Regions from separate parts of the Hordeum vulgare genome. Here region 1 is linked to region 2. A link is a contact called in public Hi-C data. All regions are on one chromosome and are shown on one strand. Each heading gives the region's core, a stretch centred on a gene start, on an enhancer-like site or on the middle of the called end of the contact. The rest is flanking DNA. Distances are from core to core; before and after follow the strand shown.

What was found. Hi-C and Micro-C count contacts between places; a contact is called where the count stands out from the background.
Region 1: a contact with region 2 is called in a Hi-C map of seedling, with 5 times the contacts expected there. The contact joins the promoter of LOC123407315 here to the promoter of LOC123411776 in region 2. A contact is called at or near these places in 2 of 6 Hi-C or Micro-C datasets (leaf and seedling) and 1 of 1 datasets of contacts at active chromatin or transcription factors (embryo).

Annotation. Positions count from the first base shown.
Region 1 is chr7H:505,107,698-505,115,261 of MorexV3_pseudomolecules_assembly, reverse strand. LOC123407315 (histone deacetylase 2) reads right to left here and starts at 2,526. Exons shown (of 12, transcript XM_045100423.1): 1 at 2,288-2,526; 2 at 2,150-2,205; 3 at 1,932-2,049; 4 at 1,754-1,816; 5 at 1,593-1,661; 6 at 1,321-1,487; 7 at 691-755; 8 at 568-614. The coding sequence starts at 2,395. It overlaps LOC123407314, which reads left to right and starts at 2,655. Exons shown (of 8, transcript XR_006612583.1): 1 at 2,655-2,859; 2 at 2,962-3,096; 3 at 3,398-3,597; 4 at 3,944-4,087; 5 at 4,238-4,452; 6 at 4,530-4,768; 7 at 5,020-5,178; 8 at 5,512-5,940.
Region 2 is chr7H:504,683,291-504,690,358 of MorexV3_pseudomolecules_assembly, reverse strand. LOC123411776 (elongation factor 1-gamma 2-like) reads right to left here and starts at 3,205. Exons shown (of 8, transcript XM_045104741.1): 1 at 3,091-3,205; 2 at 2,906-2,957; 3 at 2,149-2,298; 4 at 2,014-2,074; 5 at 1,876-1,928; 6 at 1,699-1,800; 7 at 1,132-1,618; 8 at 226-772. The coding sequence starts at 2,914. The coding sequence ends at 393.

The DNA.
Region 1 (7,564 bases), core at 1,277-3,776, 430 kb before region 2:
TCATATTTGAATTAGATGAAGAAAAATATGATCAACAGCTAGCAAAATCCAACTTACAACTAACTCGATTTTCTGATCAATATATCGCTTAGCAGCATAATCCTAAAATAAAGTTACATCAGTTCACATAGAACATAAGAAATAATACTAGTACTAATTACTAAATAAAACGGAATGATAATACACAATGACTGAAGTTAGAGCTGGTGACAATGACAACAGACTAATCTTCGGACAGTGGGTGTTATAGATATCATAGCAACACTAAAAATTGATTTGAAGTACACAGCTGCGACTACTATTTTTTAGTTCTGGTAAATGCCTGTTTGCACCATCTGAACTGGATGGTATCTTCCAAAACATGATGTAGAATATGCATTTATGGGGTAGGGAAGAAAACTTATGCTCATTACCAGGACACGGACAAAAATTCTAGATAAATAACCTCTACACCATAAGAAATGCTAAACCACATATTGCATAAGGGTAGTCAGAGGATAACCAGCAGCAGCAAAAAAAGCTTGACGTTCCGCAGGTGTAACAAGAATTCTAGACTGTGGTTCTTACAAAGGGATAAATTCCAGCATTGTACATGTCCAAAATGTAAACCCTTCCTGCAAGTGAAAATTGGCATCACTGTGTCATCGAAGTGAAAACAAAATGCATAGAAGAACAAAATATAGGACATACCATCATTAGCAAAATCCTTCTCATAACCATTTCCTTGGTGAGCATCCAGATCTATGATCATTACTCTGCAAGTATTTAAAAAGGAATAGGTGCTTATGAAGCTAAAATAGTTAGTAAGCAATGTACACATTGTTTTTTTTAGCACAGTACAGACGCAAGCTCTCATATACAAGCACATACACTCACCCCTATGAACACACACACGCACACCCTACCCTTATGAGCACCTCCGAGATACATCCTTGCATTCATTGGCCACACATGTACTACGTAACTAGCCAAGCAGCATAGAGTGCTTGCTAAGATGTGAACAAGCATAGCAATCTCCCTGGGAATAAAGCAAGATTGGCATGACAGTTGACATAGGATGCTTAACAACACAGATATTTCACAGAATATATTTACAGCCGTCAGGCAAGCACATACGTTGTATAAGCCAAACAAATACTCCCTCCGTCCAGAATTACTTGTCGCAAGAATGGATGTATCTAGATGTATTTTAGTTCTAGATACATCCATTTCTATCCATTCTTGCGACAAGTAATTCAGGACGGAGGGAGTAGTTTGCAGAGACTAAAGGAACACTCCATAGTTTATACAGTTAGAGTCCAGCTAGTATAGGTTTCTCACCTTGAAATATTCAGACGAACGAACGCAAACTGAATGCAGAGCGAAATATCACCGTACGCGCAAAATCCACCCCCTTCCTCCGCCGAACAATGGTGAAACCCTCCACCAACATTAATGGCCCATCCTCTCTCAAGTGCAAGTTTAGCTGATAAAATGGACCCACCCACCTATGGAAAAAGGAACTAGCTTACAGAGACTCCCTGGCAGTGGCACCCAAATTATGCACCTGGTACTTTCAGTACAGGTGGGAGCACCTAATCACAAGAGATCACCTGTTTTCGGAAGGGGTACAGTAGCCTTTGCTGTAGGAGCCAATTAGGTATGAGCGTTAACGGAGGAACCTGAGATAAAACATCTGGTTTAGCAAACCGTGCCATTGTAATTTGCTATCAATCAGGCCATCAAAATTCAGCTTCCTCTGAGAACCTAGTACCTCTACAATGGCTGCGACCCTGAAGCTGCTCCTGAGGCTGTTGAGGTATGCCTCTGTGTGAACCTGGCCAAGCAGAGCCATGGAATGATGGAACAAACTTAAAGGGGATCAGACAAAAATCAAAAGAAGAAGAAGAAACAGTATGAACCAAGTGAAAACAGATTGTCTCCTTTCCTACCACCAGTAGATCTTCCTGGGAAGCCTCCAATGGCTCCACCACCCGGTTCTTCTCCAGGTGGCCTTCTTTGGTGAGGAACCTGCATATGCGGCCCCATTTGGAGGAATCAAACGGGTGCCTGCACAGCACATGATGCGCGTAAGCCGTGGTCCGGTGCACGTGTATGCAGCTAGGCAAGGAAATGATGGAGAGGCGGGACGGGAAGCAAAGCAGCTCACATCTTCTCGATTCCGAGGAAGGCGATGTCGTACGCCGTCGAGTAGACCACCGGAGCCTGCCAAGCCAAGCAATCGCCAACCACGGATTAGCGGGTGATCGGGGTGACCGGAGGAGCATCTCCCGGCCGGACGACTGACCTTGGAGCCCGGCACGTCGAAGTAGAGCTTGCTGGAGAGGATACGGTTGCGGCGGAGGGCGTCCGCCGGCGTGCCCCCCGGCACGGCGGCGGCAGAGGAGGAGGACATCCCGGCCACCGGCCTGGACGAGAGGGCTCGCGCGGGGATGGAGAGGAGAGGGATGCTCTCGAGGGCTCTGGGCTGGGAGTTTGCGTTGTGTTGCCGCTTACCTTACCTCCCGCGGGGGCGGGGCAGAGGTACCAATGGCGATGGGGACTTCGGGAGAATCAGAATCATTCGGTGGCGTGGCGGTGCTGTGCTTTTTGCGCGAGAGCTTTTCTGAACTTAGATATTTGCATTGCTAGCCCTCCTTCTCATACTGACTGCACGGAATCTCTGGAGTTTGGAGCACACGAATGCAATTTACGCGGAAGAACGGTGGCTGAATGTAAAATATCCACCGCCGCCGAGGGGAAACTCGCTTTCGCTCCTCTCCGCCGCCGCTTCCATGGCGATCTCGAGGCTCCGAAGCCGCGCCGTCCCCCTCATCCCGCTCCTGCTCCTCGTCGTCCTCGCGCCTTCAATCTACTCCGGTGCGGCCCCGCGACGCCTTCCACCTCTCGATTCCTTCCAGCGCGCACACACACTGCGCGGTTTGCCCTCCTGACGATCCAATCTGGTGCCCCTTCTTGCAGTTTCCAGGCTGCGCTTGAGCTGGGAGCCGGAGAGGGCCCTTGACATGCCGCCTTCTGCTCTGCTGAAGCGTCCCGATCGCCTCGTACTCGGCCCGGCCGCCGGCCAGGGCCGCCCCGACCGCCTCCAGTGCCAAGGTTTCTCCTCCTCTTAGTTTCGGTTTCTCACATTGTGACCTGTGATCCTCATATGTACTGTAAGCTCTAACTGCATTGCACCAGTTTGAAGCAGCTCCAAGGAGATTAGGATACAAAAATAATACTGTTATCAGTGCTTAAAGATTGTACATGCTGTTATCAAGGTCTAGAATGCTCTGTGTATGCTTACTAGTGCCAGTTAGGCTGCAGGACACCACGTACGATTGTTCATGCTTCTGTAGCGTGAACAGAATCAGCATCTGTTGTGTATCTACTGACTACATTTTACCATTTCCTTCAGGACTTAAAGCTGTGAATAAGATAGGTGCATCAAGTGAACCTGGGGAACATGTTTCTTTTGTTACAGTATTCACAACATACAGTTCTGACCCAGCTGGGGCTGGCAAACGGTCATCCGATGCTCTAACTGTTGGAAAGCATTCTTATGGCAAGGAGGAGAGGTCCATGGCCATTCTTAACACTTTCATCAGCTTCATACAGGTGGATCTTCCTTTTCCTCTTGTTTGTGCTGGCAACTAACTTACTGACTATGAATATAATTCAATTTATTATCATGTTGGGAATAATTAATAATCAATGTCAGCTAAGAGAATACTGAGAGCAGTTCAATGGTAGTAGAGATAGAGAAGAAATTACAGTGAATACTGTAAAATAGAACACTGATACCACTGTGATTCCCCTCCTCCCTTTTTTATGTAGCATTTTTTGTAGCCTTCTGGCATATTAAATTGAATCCTCAAAAAGTAGAAGTAACACATGGTCTTCCTTCATAGTCGATTGCGTGGTTGTTTGTTTAACTTCTGATCTTATTTATAGAACTCTGTAGGTGTCAATGCCAAGAAGCGATGTGATAATATTGACTGATCCTAAATCAAAATTGTCAATAAATCAAGGGAGGGCGTCAATCCTGCCCATTGAGGGAAATTATTCTCGAGGCAACCTGATGCTTCAGAGGATCAAGTCCTACATTGTAAGTTTGTATGCTTCATGCAAACATGTTCCTGCATATGCTTTTTTGGAAGTACTGTTTGCGGATCTAGAAATATTACTGCATGCAACCATCTATGTGCGTTGTTTTCTTCAGAAGACTGATATGTTTGTCTTTCTGGTCCATATGTAGGCCTTTCTAGAGCTAAAACTTGAGGAGGTTCACTGTGTGAATTGTGTTCGTCATTTTGTTTTCACTGATTCTGATATGGCAGTGGTTGAGGATCTTGGACATATCTTCACGAGCTATCCTCATTGGCACCTTGCTCTTACGTTTCGTAATAACAAAGGCCAGCCCTTGAACTCTGGATTTGTAGCTGTCAGAGGGACCAGAGATGGCATCTCTAAGTAAGTGAACATCTATGAAGCAGATCTTGGTATGAAAACTTGGCATTGCATTAAATAATTCCTTCATTTGCTTTTAGGGCTATTGAATTCTTCAACGAAGTTCTTAAAGCATACAATCTAAAGTATATGAAGGCATCCCGCATGCTTGGTGATCAGTTAGCACTGGCATGGGTTGTGAAGTCTTACCTACCATCAGCCTTTGGGAATTTTTCTAGGCATGGAACATTTGCTGGTGAAATCAATGGAGCATCTGTTCTGTTTTTGCCTTGTGAAGTTTATAATTGGACTCCACCTGAGGGTGCTGGACAGTTTCACGGTATGCCCTTGGATCTTAAGGTACATCATTTTTATCCTACTCTTAAGAACTTATTTGATCCATGCCCTCCTCGCGATAAAATATAGTTTTTTTTAACCACTAGTTGCACAGTTAATACTATTATTAGTACACTGCTTTTCATTGTTGCCACTTGTCCAGCGGTACACTTGCTGATTTTGGGGGCCTGTTGATATATCCAGTATTTTTTTATTGAGTATGGTAACATGCCAAATCTGATATGATGTTCTTAGGTTGTCCATTTCAAAGGTTCAAGAAAGCGTTTGATGCTAGAGGCATGGGATTTCTACAATTCAACCTCTCAATTATCTGATATGTTGTGCCTAATCTTGAAGAGTGGCAGAACAAAATATGACTTCTGAACCTTCTGTTCCACAATGAAGTTACATCTGGTACTCTTTCTCTCCCTATAGACATCACAGGCTGGTCCAGCATTTTGTGCTTTATTTTCCTTCATCTTAGTTCATTCAGCACAATTAGGGCTTGTTCAGTTGCAAGAGTTTTGAAGGAGCTTGTTGAAAGGTTTAACCGGACAAGGCCTTGGTAGTCTTTGTTGACATTTTATTTTATGGAAGAAAAACAAAAGGATTTAGTTCATATTCACGAAGCCCTAGATTTTTGGGGCGGATTTCTGCTTTTGCTCAGCCCCTGCATGTGTAATGCTTTATGTATGGCTTTCTACGAAGCGTGCTTTGCTCTAAAACAAGCTTGTCTTCTTTTTACAGTTGATCGTCGATTCGTCGTTGAGCACCAGATATGTATCTGTATGGCACAAGCTCCAACTCTGCAGTTCTGAGCGACTAAAAGAATTCAAGCACCACATAAGGCAAATAGAGTCATCAGGAACTCAGGTTACACACAAAGAAAACGGGATGATCCAGACTGTGCGGAGGGTAGCTCGGCAATATGAGATTGGTGCCAAGACTCCCCGTGGAAGGTGGACCATTCATACACGATATTAGGTAGGAGTAGCAGGGTGATCATGTAGGAAATCGCCAGTTGTTTTGGTGATGTTTTTTGGTAGCTTTGTCACCCTTCACTGCTGATGCTGTAACAGTTTCTTGGTTGTGGCTGATGAGGTTACTCCAAAAAATTCGCTCTCAACAGGCTGTTATTGACAAATGATGGTGCCTTATTAAATGAGTGCTTATTGACGGTGTTTGTTCAGCTTATCGTTTAGTTTTTTTTTATGGTTTTGTACTGCGATTCAGTTTTCCAAAGAATCTTTAACCAACAAATCTAGTAATAGATTGTAAGAAAGCATAATATAATTGATATTTAACCAAGGAATGTGATGACACACTGTAATTTCGTTAAGATCATGCTAACTCCCATGGTAGCAAGACCATGCGAAGTTACAGTACTAACACCTCATGTTACAACAGACATCACTACTACCTATGATAAGACCATGCTAACTCCTATACTGATACTCATCACTGCATCACTATGTACATAGCTGTCTATGTCTGTGATCATGCCATGTCCTGAGCCTCAATGAAGGCGACAACGACGGTGGTGTCGTCCGTCTTCCCTCCGGTTTTATCCCGTCCGTATTCCCGGGCGGCGATGCTGAACGGCGTGTCCTGGGTACGCCTCGCGGCGGCGTAAGCTTGGTTGGCGATGATGTCGGCCATGTTCTGCGGCGTGAAGCTGAGCGCCAGGCCCGACTGCACGATCATTTCCAGCATCACGTCGAAGACGTTGTCGAAGAGCCCGTCGGAGGCGACCACCACCACGTCGCCTTCCTCCACGGCGATCTCGCCCACTGCCGCGTCCCTGACCTTGTAGCGGTCCCTGGAGTCGGAGCTGAGCTGGAACGGGCAGTTGAAATAGGACTGCTGCGGCGACGATCGGTGCAGGATCCGTCCGTCGCGGAACACGGCGAAGCCGCTGTCGCCGACGTACGCCCACCTGAGAACCCTGCCGGCGAGCGACACGATGACGGCCGTGGACGCCGCCGGCGTGCCGGACGCGGCCGTCTGCTGGTACGCCTTGTCCAGCAGCGCGTAGGGGCAGATGTGGCCGGGCGACGGCGCGGCGGAGGAGGACGCCACGACCTCCGACAGGGCGCTCGCCATGAGCCCGCGCGAGAACGCGGCGGCGTCCAGGCCTTCCAAGCGGCATCCCCCGACGCCGTCCGCCACGCCGATGACGCCGGCCACGGCGTGGAAGAAGTGCGCGTCCTCGTCGTGCTCCGGCAAGTAGCATGACGCGGCGTTCATCCTCAACGCCGGGCCCGTGGGGGGCTGATTCCGCCGTACGCGCGGCTGCAGCTGCCGCGCCAGGGAGGCGGCGTACCTCGCGACGTCCTCGCGGCCGGCGGCGGCGGAGGGCGGCAGGCTTCCGAAGCGGATGCCCACGGCGATCCGAAGGGCCTCGGGGGTCCGGCTGCTGATCTCGCTTAGGGTTTGGCGGATCTGCGGCAGCGCCTCCATTGGCCTCGGTCGAGTTCTCGATCGATGGGGTTCTTTGGCTTGGGGTTCGCCGGCGATCTACGGGTCGCTCGGGGTTCGCGATCTTGGCTTGTTGCTCCTCCGCGATCGATGGCGCGAGGGTTCTTGGCTGATTATTACGGGTATCTGATCGGGCGCGCGAGCTCTGGCATTTGTTGGCCGGCGCGCCAGCACTCGCCGCTCCTCTTCGGATTCGGATTCACCGCGGCGGGAGTTATTGGCTTCGCTTTGCCTTCGAGCTGTCGCGCGCAGAAGTAAAAACCGTATAGGACTCGCTGCCGATACGGTGTAGGAGTATCGCCTACCGTATGATGAGGTTATC
Region 2 (7,068 bases), core at 1,956-4,455:
TTTGTTCTACAGTAGCAAACTCTTGGCTAGACATTACTCTACATGATCTGAAGATTTGATGTAATGGCCCACAAATCAGTATATAATGCTACCCCGCTGAAAGAAAAACATTGTTTGCATGTCTTCAGTTGCTCAGAAATAGTTAGCGGCTACAAATAAGCAGCAATATCACGATTCACATAAGTAGATGGCTCCTCCCAGAATAAGGAGACAGCAGGACCAATATACCCAAAAACTCTTAGCATAGCACAAAATTAACCAGTTCACCAGGTCAAATATCCATTGAGTAACAAGCAAACTCTTCCAAAAAAAGACCAACTGTTTCGACACTGAATTTCAAGTCCTAGATAGGTTCTTTGCCACCACCATCACGATCCCAGGCAGTGCTCCGCTCACTTGAAGCACTTGGCGTCCAGCAAGGACTGCCCCTCGAACGGCTCAAGGTCCTCGATCATGGCCTCAACACGCTTCTTCTGGGCCTCATCGGAGAGGTCAACCTTGGTCCACTCATAGAGCTCCATGTCATAGACCTCGTTCATGACAAACTCAGGGATGTCCTGCCCACGGAAGAGCCACAGTCCCTTGACCTTGAAGGGCGCCTCAGAACCAATCACGAGCATCTTGCCAAAAGCATATTTGCGGCACAGATCCATCCGCTGCAGGAACCCGCCGACCTTGTTCAGGGTAACGTAGGACACAGTGTTCTCTTCCTGGTACTTGTAGTCACAGAACCACAGAGAGTAACCCTCTGGGTCATACATCTCCCAGAAACCTGAAACATAAACCATATGAGTTTTGGTACATGTTAAGATCAGGGTTAGAATGAACAAGAATGGTTTCTGCAAATGTTTCACAAGGAGATAATGCATATCCGCTACAAAAGATCCAACACATTCTAGTCTCCTTTGATAACAAGGATACGACAGATGTTCAATGTTAAGTAAACAAACAAGATAGAATGGACAATGAGATCCTCTCAAGAGGAAATTTGGAAGTATCAGCGTTTGATCATATTGCTATATTGTGAAATCAAGGCATCACTGACATTTAAACAAACATCAAGGGTAGAAAATGCAAGGCATCACTAACATGTAATTAGCATACTGGAATTCTATTAGGCAGAAATAATACCTTTAACAGCAACATCATGGAAGTTGCTCTTAGTGTTTGAGTATAGCCTCTTCCAGTCATCAAGTACCATCTTGCTCGGTGGCAGTAGATCAAGGGGATTCTTGGGCTTAGGCTTTGGTGCCTCTTCCTCTGGTGCCTCAACCACAGCTGGCTTTGGGGCCTCCTTGGGAGCCTCTTTCTTGGCCTCCTTTGGTTTAGCAGGAGCAGCCTTCTTCTGAACAGATGGTACAACCTCTGCCTGCTTGAAATCACCAATGACCTTCTTGAAGTTAGGCTGGTTAACCATGGTCCAGAAGTACCTCTCAACATGAGGGAACTCGGATGTGAAAGTCTTGGTCAAGATCCGGGCAAAACCATGGTAGAGGTTGCATGTCATGACAATATCAGCCAGAGTGACAGAATGTCCAACAAGGAATGTGTTTGACGCCAGGTGTGTGTTCAATGCTTCAAGTGCCCTCTTTAATCCAGCAATGCCGAATTCCTCAGACTGCAAAGGTAAATGTTAGAATCTTGCACCTTTCTAATGCTTGGACATAGAGAATTCTGATATCTAATCAGTACACTAACCTGGGCATTGAAAGGCGCATAACCAAGCCTTGGGTACAACCACCTTGCGATATTGGGATCAACCTCTGTGGCAGCGAAGTCCATCCATTGCTCAACACGTGCCTGCAAGAATTATCAACAAATAAGCACGGATGCTTGCTAAGCTACAAGTATAGGAGTACTTGTTATATAACTCACATATTCAATAAGAGAACCACCCCAAAGCAGGTTGTCACCCTTTGAGCGAGCAACTGAAGGAAGAAAATAAATCAGTGTTCAATTTAGGCACTGTGGAATCAGTAGCAAGGATTGATTCAAAAAAGGTAAAATAAGTACCATAGCGTGCAATAGCATTGCTCTCAAAAACAGCACCATCAGGAGTCTCAAGAACAGGGACCTGCAAATAATTATTAGTTCCTTGCACTCTGACTCACTGTATATTGAACTAATCTGTGAGTCTAAGCGATGTACCTTCCCAAGGGGATTCATCTTGATGAATTCAGGGGTTTTGTTTGATACACCCATCTCAAAGTTCTTGGGCAGCTCAACCTTGACCCCACAGTACTCTGCAGCAATAAGTGCCTTGAAGGCATTCTTGTTGCCGCTGCCCGAATGCAAAACCTAAATGGATAAAGCAGAAGACATATTCAGAACAATGGACAAACATAGGATATAAGGTCACTTGATCATACAAGCAAAAGCAGATCAAACTTATGTAGACCAGCAAGCTAAGCTAAATGAAAGAAGCAGAGATGCAGTAGTCCCTCGGGTAACAAAAAAAGTCACCTAAATCTATTCAGAAGCGGTCACATACAAATTACAGCGGCTCAAAAGCTCAAGAATTCGCAAATTTATGAACAACTGACATCCTGGAGACCTGTCAGACTAGCGCATGATCATACACAAATCTACGACCCTATGACCAAATATTAAAACGAGTAAACGGGCCATCGATCCAGCGCCAGCAACGAAATCGATAATTGGATCAGAATCCTAAAAATCACACATCCAGGACCCGCGAACCGCATCCCTCGGAGACGTTACACATGCATAAACATATCGACCCGCGTCAAGCATCAGAACCAGCCAACCGCGAATCAAGCGCGGCCCAAATCGGAGTGGCTCGACAGAACTCAAATCGGACCAACACCGACTCGCATGCAACCCTAAACGACACAACCATACAGAAGCAAACAACGAAATCTACGAGGCGGGATGAGAGACTCACGAGCGCCATGTCGGCAGGAGCTGCAGGCCTCGCCCGATTCCAAATCTCAGATCTGCACAGACGGGAAAGGAAACACCACGGGAAAACGGTGAGCTCGACCGGGAATCACCACGGGCAGGCGAGGAGGGAAGGGAGAGGGGTCGAGATGGGGGAGGGGGGAGTAGGGAGGAGGTTCGGGATCTTACCGCGCGTGTGGATCGAGACGAGATCGCGGCGGAAACCTCAACGGCCGAGGGTGAGGAAGGAGAGGGGTTTAGAAAGGGGACGGGGTCGCGGATTTATGGCGGCGCGGGGGGAGTGGGGAGGGGAGAGGGAGCTCCGGGGCTTTCTAGGGTTGCGGAACGGAGGGTCCCGATGGCGGGATGGGACGATTGGACGGACGGGATGGTTCGAGGAATGGGGGGCGATGGGCGGGCGGTTGTTTTCGTGTTGGCCCCCTGGGTTTTCTTGGAGCCTGTGTCGGGTCCCTGTAGGATCGGTCCGTGCGTGCGTGCCACGGAAACCGAACGGGCTGGCGAGGGTCACGCCGTCCGCGGAGAGTTTTGCGTGGGGGATACTCCGGCTTTTCACGGTTTTCCTTTTTTGGAGTAACACCGGCCTTCCACGTACGATGGCATATCCGTCCCTCGGATTCTATGGTTCTTCCTGTTGGAAAACTTTTTTTTTTAGAGCGAGATTCCTGTTGGAAAACTTGGCGTGTGACCGAAGCCCATTAAGAACCAAGTCACTGCATTTCTCTCCCTGATCTCTCCCTAATCTATATCTATACCTACCCGTCGAAAAACCCACCACGGTATTTTTATAAAAAAAAAACCTCTAATTTTTGTTATTCAACTCGCAGTTTAAAAACGTTTTGTTCATGAACGACACAAGGGCACTCGACCCAAGCGCACCTAATAATAATTAAAAACGAGCGTCGTTCTCCGCATGATCTCGCCTCGCTTGACCAGTTTCGGACAAGGACTCTGCAGGAGGCTCGAAGCATCACGGCCCGATCCATGACTATATAAATTAACACCGGTCAATATATCAAGCCTCGAAACTCCTCGCTACCGAAATCGCCTGTCGCTCCCCACGCAACTGCGCGTTCAGCCGCGCTCATCTTCCTCCCCATCGGCTATAGGTCAGGTAGTCCTGAAATCTTAAAAAAAAGATCATTGGTGCGACTCCACGCCACCGAGCTAGCCGGCGGAGAATCGAGATCTCCTCCGCTCCCTCGCCTGTGAGTCTCGTCGAAATCGAGCTCCTGGAGAGGCAGGAGCTTGCCTCGCTACCTTGGCTGCGTTGGTCGCCGATCGCCGACCGCCACACTTGCGCAGTTACCTCGAGTGCCTCCAAGCGACACAGATCTAAGGTAGGAAGGGACTTTGCGTGAAAAGAAAGAGATGGAGACTTAGAGAGACGATGCATGGACAAAATCGCTGGAAAGAGAATAACGGCAGACAACCAACCGTCGATAGCCTATCCATCTTAGCATCAAACCAAAACAAATATGGGTCCCACGAAGGGGCCTGCGGTGTGTAGCACAATTGACTACGTGATGTGCTCTAGATTTCCTATTATATTCTTTCTGATGCGTATACAATATACGGTTCATTTTGAGCTGAGATTTTTGCATGCACAAGTGAATTTTGTGCCTCCTAATGATTACGTATGTCTCATGAATTTGTGGCTACTGGCCTACTACTTGTTTGTCACATGATTAGTCATGTGAAGATGGATTTCTGGATACAAGTGATTAAGCTTGTGATTTTATGATCCTTATCTCCATTCTTTTCTTGATATCGCTTTTGCACCATCAATTTTTCTCATCTTCTCTTTTAATATGTTTTTTCTATCGTGCCTACTATTTTTCGTAGGTGCTGGGCAGAAAGGTTATGCGTGGGCGGATCCATCAAGATACTACTATACCTCGACCCAAGATCATCACGTGTGAGAGGTGGGTGTTTCGACCACACAAAGACATAAATGAGATTTAGTTGCACAGTTTAATGTTTAAATTTAAAGTTGTTTGTTCAAAATCCATACTAAAATGCGAAGAGTCTTGCCTATAAAATAATTGTATTTTGCGCATAAAAAACAAATATTGTTCTTTCCGTTGCAAAGCACGGGCATTTGTGCTATTAATAATGAAGCAAATTCGGTTTCTGGTCGTCGTCTTAAAAATTACCCCTAAAGTTTGCATAAATTACCCACCATGCCACCGGTAAGTAATAGAAAACGTTTCACAAAGCGAAAAATCTTGGACTGGGCCGGCCCATGTAAAAACCTCCTATATTACGCTCTGCACGCTCGGAGAATATCCAGCACACCGAATGGGCCGGCCCATGCACAGGCGCGTGCTTTTAGTTCCGTTTATTTATTTATTTTCAGTTCTGTTTTATTTTTTTATTTTAAATAATTTAGAACTTTAAATAATCTTTAAAATTTTAATAAACTGAAAATTATAAATCAACATATTTAAAAAATTAAATTTCTGTGACTTCAAAAACTACTCGGAGTTTTGTAAAAATGCTCGCATATACAATAAAATGTTTGCAATTTTATAGAAATCTGTGTACAATAAGAATAGTCCATGATCTCAAATACAATTCCATGTATTAAAAACTATTAAATGCATTTAACAAAATACTTTCTAATTGAAAATATGTCCTAAAATTTTAAAAATAGCTAAGGCCTGTTTTGATAGTTTTTTTTAAAAAAAAATCCTTTCCATTTTTTTATTTATAATTTAAATAATTTAGAATTACAAAAACTTTTGCATGTTAAAAAATAGGAATTTGGACTAAAATACCGACGAATTTTTATTTTGAATCAAAAATAGGATTCAAAAAAGCGCTGGATTTTTATATTTTTTTGCAAATTCCAAAAGAATGTCCATGAATTTAATAAATATATTAATGATTTATAAAAATGTTTGTTTATTCAGAAAAACTTCATGCATTTCAAAAAATGTTTGTGAATCTAAAATAAAATCCTCCAACATAAAAAATTATGTTCGTTTGAATTGGTGGCCAATTCAAAAGAAAATATTTAAACCTGTTCGAAATATAAAAAATATTCATGATTTTTAGTAAATGTTTGTAAATTGTAAAAAATGTTCTCGATTTTAAAATCGTTCCCGTATTTGTAAAATTGTTCACGAAATATCTAATGTATGTAGTTAAAAATTAATGCTTCTAAGTCTTTGTGACAATATACGTGTGTGAATTTTGAAGAATTAATTGTTGAATGGATCGGATTATTATTGTATGTTTTCTAAAAAAAAATTGAAATTCAGAATAAATCTTTGAGTTACCAAGATTTTTGACAACCATGATATATATTTTTTGAAAATGTAAAGATTGCTTCAACTTGTGAATAAATTTAAAAGAAGAAATATTTTCTTGCGTTTGTGCAGAAAATTTTCTAAATCAAGCGATGATATGTGAACATAGATTATGTTTTTTTCTTCCGTGGCAACGCACGAGCCATTTTGCTAGTCTCTCCCTAATAATAAAGCACCGATGGCTTCTGTCGTCCGTCGTGACGTTTTTGCGAAAAAGTCCCTCCGTTTTCGAGGATTCAACCCGCAGTCCCCGATTAAGTGGATATTAGAAAAAACGTTTCAGATTTGCAAGAAAGACCCTGCATCTGTAAAATTTCCACTCGCGATCCTTTGTTTGATCTTATCCTCTTTCCAGCCGCATCGGAGCAGGAGAAGGTGAGGGGCGGCGCCCTTGTCGCCGGACTGGAGGAGATCCTCACCGACGGAGATGCCCCGCCCTGCCATCGCCGGATTCTTCTTCCCGTCCCCACCCGCCCCCAAATCCTCACCCCCACCATCCTTCACCCTCGAGGGTTGCAGATCCAGCGTCGGGGGATCGGGAGCAGGAGGATGACGACATGTAGATTTCCCCCCGATTCATCAGGCATGTGTGTATTCTAATATGTGGCGTCCTTCTTTTCCGGCGGGGGGCAGGTTGCCTGTGGCTTACCGGGATCTCGAGCTCGATCGCGTACAACTGGTCGCGGCCCAACATGAAGACCAGCGTCAAGCTCATCCATGCAAGGTTTGCGCATTTGTCATTTGTTAATTACGTTTCACCCCCTTTTGGTTCATATGCTTCTTGTCGTTGGAGATTGGTCTGTACTACTATCATCACAAGATTATTTCGTTAAAT